Linked DNA regions of Zea mays: region 1 is linked to region 2. A link is a contact called in public Hi-C data. All regions are on one chromosome and are shown on one strand. The core of a region is the stretch at or near the end of the contact, and the rest is flanking DNA. Distances in the headings are between cores, read along the strand shown.

What was found. A called contact is a pair of places that touch in the nucleus more often than the background predicts.
Region 1: a contact with region 2 is called in a Hi-C map of endosperm, with 3 times the contacts expected there. The contact joins the promoter of LOC100382130 here to the promoter of LOC103635949 in region 2. A contact is called at or near these places in 9 of 25 Hi-C or Micro-C datasets (bundle sheath, ear, endosperm and 2 more).

What each region holds. Positions count from the first base shown.
Region 1 is chr8:136,148,210-136,153,193 of Zm-B73-REFERENCE-NAM-5.0, reverse strand. It overlaps LOC100382130, which reads left to right and starts at 3,729. Exons shown (of 6, transcript NM_001174891.1): 1 at 3,729-3,813; 2 at 4,471-4,984. LOC100276428 reads right to left here and starts at 3,555. Exons shown (of 7, transcript NM_001320254.1): 1 at 3,460-3,555; 2 at 1,975-2,086; 3 at 1,236-1,275; 4 at 1,003-1,098; 5 at 666-862; 6 at 471-566; 7 at 1-337. The coding sequence starts at 2,081.
Region 2 is chr8:135,816,095-135,821,356 of Zm-B73-REFERENCE-NAM-5.0, reverse strand. LOC103635949 (thylakoid membrane protein TERC, chloroplastic) reads right to left here and starts at 1,570. Exons shown (of 14, transcript XM_008658317.2): 1 at 788-1,570; 2 at 349-461; 3 at 186-262. The coding sequence starts at 1,022. LOC103635950 (a long non-coding RNA gene) reads left to right here and starts at 1,369. Exons shown (of 3, transcript XR_557722.4): 1 at 1,369-1,602; 2 at 1,695-2,186; 3 at 2,271-3,657.

The DNA.
Region 1 (4,984 bases), core at 2,480-4,979, 330 kb before region 2:
ACTCCGGCTACGTCCATTGGCCGCAGGGCTGCGGTTACTACCAGATGGACTGCGGCTGCGGCTGCAGCTCCTGCTGTTCTCCCTCCCTCTGGGGCTGCCGCCACGGTCTGAGCCATTGCCTTCGCCATTATCCTTTGGTGGTGGGCTCATCACCTGATCCTGGGGGCTGCGACTCCTTGGGCTCCTGCTTCCATCAGGTGCGGGGCTGCGCTCCTTTTCCTTTACTGGTGGCGAGGCAGATCGCATGGGGCTCCTGCTATAGCTAGGACTCCTTGATCTCCTATCGTCACGGTCACGACGACCTCCCCTAGGAGATCTAGACAGGGATCTTGATCGACTGAGGGTAATAAAAACAGAAATGTTAAAACAAGCCATATAACAACAAAAAAGATAGCAGCAAAACAATAATAAAATAACGAATACAAGTGATCGGCTCAACTCTAACAAAACAAAACGGTTCTTAATCATACCTATAGCTCCGACTCCGGCTCCTGCTCCTGCTATAGCTTCGACTGCGGCCCCGTCCACGGCGGGGAGATGGGGACCGTGAGTAACTTCTCTCTCGCCTGAAATATACATATTCATCAAGAGCAAGTAATACCGTTAAAGATAGGCTACGATTAGATAGCATTAGGCTTGAGCACAAAAATATTATCAATTATCACCTGAGACTCCTAGGACTGTTCTGGCAATTTCTTTCTATATGGCCCCTTTCTCCACAACGGTAGCATTTGTTTTTCCAGTCACCAGCTTTACAGTCTCTTGCCCAGTGACCATCAACTCCACAGTTGAAACAACGACCTGTACCTGGTGGAGGGCCTCTCCCCATATATTCACGTGAGCCACCTGAACCACGTGGGACCTGCAAGCACAAGTTATACACAAGATTGCACGCAGATCCAATATCAGAATAAACATCATAATTTGAATGATGAAAAAAAGGAGAAGATAAGATTTATAATCAGTTCATCCAGAAATCATATAATTGAAGAGGCAACTTACCCCTTTAGCAAACTCAACAACAATACGACTCCCATCAACATCCCTGCCATCTAGCTGGTATCGAGCCTCATCAGCATCGCGATGATCACTGAACTCCTGTATGGTAATTTGGCAAGAAGCAAAACAAACAAAACCATGTATATAAAAGAAATACATTTCCCACACAATAACAAATGGGCACAGAAAACGAAAATAGATACTGAATTGAACTGAGGGAGGTAAACTTAGCGTACAATAAATGCATAGTCACGCTTCAACTCCACTTCTCGTATTCTGCGCAAAGGGTTGCCACAAACAGTAAGCCGTCACGTCATGTGTCAAGTACTCAAATGCATCACCAACTTGGAACTTCCACTAAAACAGTCAATAACATTACACCAAGGGCACCCTTCACCAAATGGTCACCAAGTCCACCAAGGGCACCCTTCCACCAAAGACCTCCGGTAAAAACCGAAAAACCTTCAACAAGATCATCCAAGTCAAACACACAATTTCTGAGGGGGGAAACTTTCTACATTATTTAAGTAACAGAAACTACCAAAGACAATGTTTTGGAGAGAGGCTCAACCACAAGTAACTTGATAAGACTCAATAGTACCACTGAACCCAGTACCTGCTAAAATGGCTATAAGAAGGGTAGCAAGGGCCCCTTAGCTTACTAGGCTCTCCTATATATCAGATGGTTTGCACCTCCACCAGTTCAGAACAATCATTGTTTACCATCTGATGGCGAATTTAACAAGAAACTCATTACTTTACTTGACACCTGATAGCAACAACCTATTAAAAGAGCAGGAGAACCTCCTCACTAGTACATTCTATAAGATCATACATAATGACAGCCCAAGTGTTTCTCAGAAATCAAGTATCCTGACTGGTCTGATCATATTTTTAGACAATGTAAAGCATTGCAAGATTTTCAATTACTGGATACTCTTGGCAATCTCTGACTGAGCACAGTGCTGGTCTTACCTTCCATATCTGCCAAACAGATGTTCTAAATCGCGGGAACGAGTACGAGTGGCCAATCTGCCAACATACAAGCGCGTGCCTCCATAGCGGTCATCATAGCGAGGCATATCTCCTGTCAACAAAAAAAAATACTATTAGTTGTTTCATCAAGAACTTAATGAATAAAGTGGCAGAAAGCACCTACAAATTGCACTAACAATACGGTTTAGTGATAACAAGTGAAAGGATTACAAACAATTCAATCAGAGCCCTAAATGAATGGTATGCACTAAAACAGAGGATTTCCCCTGTCACCTTGTACAATCTCATGACAGTGCATATGTCATAGCGAACCTGACACCACAAGAGAGTATCGACAAAGCTAGTGATTACAATTGCAACGCGGAGGCCCCCACAGAGTCATATGATCATATCAGATAGCAACCCAACTAATAACGTTGGTTGCTGGTCATTAATCATGAGAACCACTATACAGAAACTACTATTAGATCAGTACCATCCGATAGAATTGATCCCCAAGGGATTGAGATCAACTGTATTTTCCCTTCGCTAAAGGTCTAAAGCCTCGTTATTTCATTGCGGGAAGCAGTTGTCGCTAGTTGCCAACTGCAATGCAGCCACAACACTATGCAATTCAAGGTAACAGAAACTAAAAATTCAGACTAGAATTCCCCGACCTTACCCAACCAACCGAAACAGCCTAGTCCTGCAACAAAACCGTGAGCAAGAGAGTATCAACAAAGAGGGCAGCAGAAATTGCAACTTGGAGGGCCCCCATGGCCATGGTTGATTGATGCTCAGCACTTATGAGAGCAACCATACAGAAATTTCGGTGTGAACAGTAGCATATAGCCTTAGGCTAGAATCAATCCCCAAACATTCGGGCTCCACTGTACTAGCCATTCACTACCAAAATAATATAAGGTCTAAATCATTGTTGTTGCATTCCAAGGCTGGACCATTTGAGCAGGAGCGGAAAGTAAATTTGAATTGCGCAGTATTGCTGCTGACCGACTGTATTGAAACACTATTCAATTCAATATCACACAGTAATATAGGGTACCAGTGTTCAATTCGAGGTAGCAGAAACTAAAAATCGCACACCCGACCGAGGATAGACTAATCCCCCAACAAAAACCCAGAATAACCCCCCCCCCCCCCCCCCAACAAAAACCCTAAGCGACCCTCGAAAGCCCTAGCGACTGTAGATCGGGCGGGCCAAAGGCTCACAGGTCCCCGCGTCAAACTGCATGCGGGGCGTGCACGGAGGTTCATCTGAACAATAGAATCGCTTCTAGAAAACAAACACCGACGGGCAGACGATCCCCGCCACGCAGCGCGGCAAAGCCAGGAACGAACGAAGGAACGCCCCGATTCGCGGCCCCACGGGACGTAGCGGCAATCGCGTCCCTCCGTGGAGAGCGAGCGATACGGCGGCCGCTCGCCGGCAAGAGACGAGAGAGAGAACGGTGATAGGACAGGTACCTGGATCTGCGTGGAGCCGGCGCGCGAGAGGAGGGAAGGGAAGGGGAACGGATGTGGTAGGAGGGATCTCAATTCTACTAGAGAGAAACTGATGATGCCGCCGGCGGCGGAGGTGGAATTCACTCGTTGTGCGGGGCTGGGCCGAGCTGGAACGCCGATGGGCCTGCACCGCCTTTTGGCCCATGGGCTGGAACGGGGAGGCCTGACCTAGTAAGCAGCTGGCGGCTCCCTAGTAGGCCAGACCAACCAACCATATCCTTTCCCCACCCCGCATCGTCGGACACCCTCCAAAGTCCAAACCCTCTCCCCGCCGCATCGCCGCCGCCGGAAGCGCCTCCCTCGATCCAGATCCAGGTACACCGTGCGCCTCCACCGCTCTCTTTCTCCTCACGCTGTACTGGTTGCGTTGGCCATCTTCCCGTTGGTTGGTTTCTTTACTGCTGGTAAGGACCCGGTGGCTTGCCCTTCATGTTCCGCTGGATCTATGCTCTGCAGCGAGCCCTCGGTTCCGTTTTTTTAAAAAAAATTGTCGTCTTTGCTTGCGGCGATTTTGCTGCTTACCGGGTCGATTTGCTTCTTTGGCGCCCCGCTGTGTTCGATGATTTTGTAAATTCTCGCTCCGTTCTGGCTGTCTGGTAATTTACGGCCGACAGGTTCCAACTTTTTTGCTGCGGAGATCGTGATTTGCTTGTCCGGCGTGTTGCTTAGGGTTTTGCTGGGGGACGATTTCTTGCGCGGATCTCAGATTTATTTAGCACCTGGGCGATTAGGGGTATTTGCAGCTTGATGAGTAAAAGTGCGTACAATCCATGGCCGCTGCCATTGCTGTGATGTTCGAACTGATATATGGTTGTGTAGATTGAACCTGGGATCCATTTTCTAGTTGGATTGTCGAAGTATTAGATGGCTCAGATATATGTTTATGCTCTTATGTTCTTGTTGTGTGAACTTGAGCTAGATTTTTTTTACTTCTCATTAGAATACTGACGCTTATGCTTCTCACGTGTTCAGGAGATATGCCTCGCAATGATGATCGCTATGGGAATACACGCTTGTATGTTGGAAGATTGTCTCCCCGCACCCGTTCTCGTGACCTAGAATACCTTTTCAGCAAATATGGGAGGTAAGCATCACATTATATGCACATAGAACTATTCTGAAACTCAGAGTGTGCTGGCGTGCTGCTTTTTGTTATGTGGTCGGACACCAGTTATGCTCTACTACCTCCGTTTTTATATATTTGACGCCATACAATTCCACTTTTACATGCCGACGTCAAATAAAAATGAACGGAGGGAGTAGTATATATCATGAGCACGTGATGTTAACTCTGCATGGTTAAATTTTGTGGTACACAACTACACATCAATCCAGATATAAAATACAATAGCAAGCTAGGGGCTTTCCTATCGTGTTCAAAAAAAACTCGACCTGTGGGGGTAAGACCGTCTGTACAATATTATATTAAGAAGACCTTCTCACACAGGTCAAGAAGACCTTCCACGCAGGTCGAGAAAACCTCTAA
Region 2 (5,262 bases), core at 321-2,820:
ACAACAGAGGATCCATTCAGAAAACAAACACAAGTTAAAGGTAACACGCAGTGCTCAGTGCTGTGTGCTTCTCAAATGTGATGTTCTTGATATGTGATCCTGGAAGTCCTAATGCAAAAGGGAGTCAAACTTATTTCGTAAAACAGCGTCAATGCTAAATACAAAGGGATATGCATAGAACACACCCAGCAAAATACTCCGATGCCTTCTCAGCCCCGTCCCTCAAGGCAATGCTAACTCCAAAAAGCACTGCAGCGAGAACCTGAACCAGATCAATATATTATGTCCACGCGTAGAACTAACTCTAAGCTGAATCAACAAAACGGTAGATATAAAGAAGAAACTGACCACCAGTGTCACCCTTCTAATGGCAGAACCTTTCCCAGTCGTGCTGGACACCGGTTCGGGCTCTGCATCCTTGTTGGTTTGAGCACGTGGAGTAGAATTTAGCGTCTCCTTTTCTGCATACATATCCAATGTAAGCCAGCTGAGAGAAATAAGTAATCTCATGAAACCGCCAGAGAGTCAGCGGATAGCTCGTTCTGGACTCTGGTCGCTGTAAAATCACTTGGACGCCATGGCTAGAAAGCAAATCATCAAACAAACATGGGAATTCCCCGTCTGAAGAACTTGATTACAAAATTTGCCACGAGTTATTGCATATTTCTGATGTTGCAACCAAAATATGCGCCCTTAGCTGTCTGGCCGGCCGGCCGGCTGACAGGAGCCGAGGGAAGGAATTAGGTGGCGAGGAGAAGACGGCGGTGGAGCTGAGCAATCTTCTCACCAGAGCTTAGCGAGACGCCTTCCTCTTGCCCCGGCCCCCTGGCGCGCCGCCTCCGCGTCCTCTCCCGCCGCCTACCTTCCGCTTCCCCAGGTCGGGGCGACGCCGCGGCCACCGTGACCGCGGGAGGCCGCCACGTGAGCGGCGGGAGCGCCGCGCGCGCACGACGCGGCCGCCACGGGTCCGGGAGCCGCGGGAGGAACCGCGTGGCGGTCGAAGCGCCCACCGCGGAAGCCATCGCCGGCGACGAGCTCCGACGCGGCGCGACGGGTGGAGCTCCGGGGCGTACGGCCGCGGGTCGAGGCGGACCGGAGCTCAGTCAGCCCCACCGGGGCGAGTCGGCTGCGGAGAGATTATTGGCATTATGAAACACGACACACTCGATAAAATGGAAGTTTAGACGGCTTCAACACGCTGAAATAGACACGACAAAATCATTTGTTGTCCACCCATCCGGTTAGCAGCACTCCATCACCATTACCACCGTGGAGCCCAGACGTCGTCTCCCATCGTTGAGATCGAGCCTACATCGGCTGGTGGCCGTGGGCGGCCGTGAGTTCCCCTCGGGCATCTCTTCTTCCCCATCCATCTCTCCCGTATGTTCCTTCTCTCCTAGACTGTATGGTGTGAGATCTCATGTGGTGTAGTTACTTGCAGGCAGGTGAGTTCGCTGGCATGGCATGGATTTGGATGGGGATCCGGTTGGCAGCTCGTCGGACGTGGTAGCCCCTCTCAGCTCGTAGATTTCCCCCACTTGCATCACCGAGTTGCACTACAACACCAGTGCCATTGGACCAAACCTGTTCCATTGAGATGAGGTTATATCCATATCTTAATTATAACTGTTTGAATCCCTTTTTGCTGCAATTTTTTTGTGATGCTTGATAGCTACCTCACTGTTATAATATAGGGTATTCAGAGGACGGAGGCAACAACACAATTTGATTGGGATTCTATGGTAGTTTCTGATGTTCTAGAGAAAGAAGGAAGAGTAGAAGTACCATGTGAAAATGAGATATATTGTAATATTGGACTCAATAAAGAGGTCGAGGCTGAGAACAGTAGAAGAGATGAATTTTATAGATATGGTTCAACTTGTAATGTGCAAGAAATTAGGGATATTGACAAGGATGACCACCATGTTGATCAGCCATGTGAAGACTTTCTTCCAGATCAGAAGAGGGTGGTGTACGATAGGATGAATCCTTCTATGTAGCTAGGTTGTTTGTTTCCTAACATGAAATAATTCAGGATTGATATGCGTCAATATGCAATAAAGTATGAGTTGGAGCTTGGAATTGATGTTACTTTGACAACCAAATATGTTGGCTATTGTAAGGGTGGTGATTGTCCTTGGAGGATCTATGCACGCGAAGAAAAGAAATGATTGCCTACTATTGTGGTATATTACAATGTTACATTATGTTCATTTGTTGTTGAATTATTCACTTTTTGTTATACTAAACGTTGACGCATCTCTCTACAGGTTGTTGTACTAGACGATGTGCACACTTGCACATTTAGTGGAAGGAGGAAGACTACTACGTCTACCAGTGGTTGGGTTGCATTCCACGCTCTATCTTTGCTCATGAAGAAACACCAAATGGGTGCTAAAGAGTTGCAAGAAACACAACAGGGCAGTCATAATGTCACTATTGGGTACAATACAGTTTGGAAGGGCAAAGAGAAAGCGTTGAAAGAGTAGTATGTGTCTTGGGAGGAAAGCTTCTAGCTCTTGTTCTCTTGGAGGGAGGTTGTACTTGCAAAGTTGCCTGACAATGTTGTTGATGCTTTTGTGGAAGATGGAAAGTACTATTTGAAAGAGAAATGTGCCCTTGGGCCATTTCTAAGTATTTTAGTGATTGAGTGCCAACACAAGTGGTCATGTGTTAATCTATGCCAAATGATGGACAAAGTGAAAATCAACATAAAGGTATGTTTCTAAGACTTAGTACTTTGTTTTAAGGACTAATGTATTGTGTCTAAGTACTGGAAACAGGAGAAATCAATTTGGAAAAGAGATGGCTTTGTTCAGCCAAAGACAATTCAGTCTGGGAGCACCGGACTGTCCGGTGGTGCACCGGACAGTGTCCGGTGTGCCAGGCTGGCTCTGGCGAACTGGCTGCTCTCGGGTTTCGTCGGCGGTGTACGGCTATAAATCACCGGACTATCCGGTGGTGCACCGGACTGTCCGGTGAGCCAACGGTCGGCCGAGCTAACGGTCGACCGCGCAATCCGCGCGTGACGTGTGGCCGGCCCAACGGTCTGAAGGGGGCACCGGACAGTGTCCGGTGCGCCAACGGCTCCAAATCGCCAACGGTCGGCTGCGCCAAAACAGGAAAGAAATCCGCACCGGATAGTGTCCGGTGGTGCACCGGACTGTCCGGTGCGCCAGTCGACAGAAGGCAAGAATTGCCTTCCTGGAATGCTCTCAACGGCTCCTAGCTGCCTAGGGGCTATAAAAGGGACCCCTAGGCGCATGGAGGAGAACATAAAGCATCCTTTGAGCATTGTTGATCATTCACACTCCATTTTGGCGCACTTGTTCGACATTCTTAGTGATTTGAGCGCCGTTCTAGTGAGAACCTCGTGATATTCTTTTGAGCTCAAGTCTTGGCCTTGTGTGTGCGTATTTGCTGTGAATTTGAGTGTGTTGCTTCCCTCTCTTACTCTAGTGCTTCATTTTGATTCTTATTGTAAGGGCGAGAGACTCTGAGTTGTGGAGATTCCTCGCAAACGGGAAAGAGTAAAGTAAAGAAGAACACCGTGGTATTCAAGTTGATCATTGGATCACTTGAGAGGAGTTGAGTGCAACTCTCGTCCGTTGGGACGCCACAACGTGGAGTAGGCAAGTTTTATACTTGGCCGAACCACGGGATAAATCCTCGTGTCTCTTGTGCTTGTTCTTACTGTGTTTATTGTGTTTCACAAGAGATCTTCTCTCTAATCACTTGATCTTATTGTTCTAACTCCTAATCAAGTTTGTGGTGTTAAGATTTAAGTTTTTACAGGATCACCTATTCACCCCCCCTCTAGGTGCTCTCAATTGGTATCAGAGCCGTTCTCTTCACGTAAGGGAATAATCGCCCGAAGAGATGGATCCTAAGGGCAAGGGGATGGTGGTCAATGATAAGGAGAAGGAGTCTTTCTTCAATGAGCCAAAAGATGACAAGCCCACTGACTCGGGCTCGAGTCACAAGAAGAAAGACGGGAAGAAGAAGAGGCGCATCAAGAAGATAGTCTACTACGACAGCGACAAATCTTTCTCTTCCCAAAAGGACGACGACGATTACGAGAAAAAGAAAACGGTCAATTCAAACTTTTCTTTTGATTATTCTCGTATTCCGCAAAGTTCAAATGCTCATTTGCTTTCCATTCCCCTTGGTAAACCTCCTCACTTTGATGGAGAGGACTACGGATTTTAGAGTCACAAAATGTGTAGCCACTTGTTCTCTCTCCATCCAAGTATATGGGAGATAGTAGAAAATGGAATGCAATTTGATAACACGGATAGTCCCTTGTTTATTAATGAACAAATTCATAAAAATGCACAAGCTACTACTGTGTTGTTAGCCTCATTGTGCAGGGATGAATATCATAAAGTGAGCGGCTTGGATAACGCCAAGCAGATTTGGGACACTCTCAAGATCTCACATGAGGGGAACGACGTCACCATGCTCACCAAGATGGAGTTGGTGGAAGGCGAACTAGGAAGGTTCACGATGATCAGGGGAGAGGAGCCAACCCAAACGTACAACAGGCTCAAGACCCTCGTCAACAAAATAAGGAGCTATGGAAGCACGCGATGGACGGACCACGACGTCGTCCGTCTTATGCTAAGGTCCTTCACCGTCCTTGATCCTCATCTTGTTAACTCTATCCGTGAGAATCCTAGGTACACCAAGATGACGCCCGAGGAGATACTTGGAAAGTTCGTAAGCGGGCGAATGATGATCAAGGAGGCAAGATACGTTGATGATGCGTTAAATGGCCCAATCCATGAGCCTCAAGCCATTGCTCTCAAGGCAACAAGTAGCAGGGAGGCGCTACCTAGCAAGGTGGCACAAATTGAGGCGGCTGGGCTAAATGAGGATGAAATGGCCCTCATCATCAAGCGCTTCAAGACGGCGCTCAAAGGTCGCAAGGAGCATCCCAACAAAAGCAAGACGAAGGGAAAGCGCTCCTACTTCAAGTGTGGTAAGATTTGTCATTTTATCGCTAATTGTCCCGATAATGATAGTGATCAGGAACAAGAGAAGAAGAGGGAAAAGAAGAAGGCTAAGGGCGAGGCACACCTTGGCAAAGAGTGGGACTCGGATTGTTCGTCGTCCGACTCCGACAATGAAGGACTCGCCGCCTCGGCCTTCAATAAATCGTCCCTCTTCCCCAACGAGCATCACACCTGCCTCATGGCAAAGGAGAAGAAGGTAAACACTCGAAAGTCTACTTATGCTTCTAGTGATGATGAATCTAGCGAT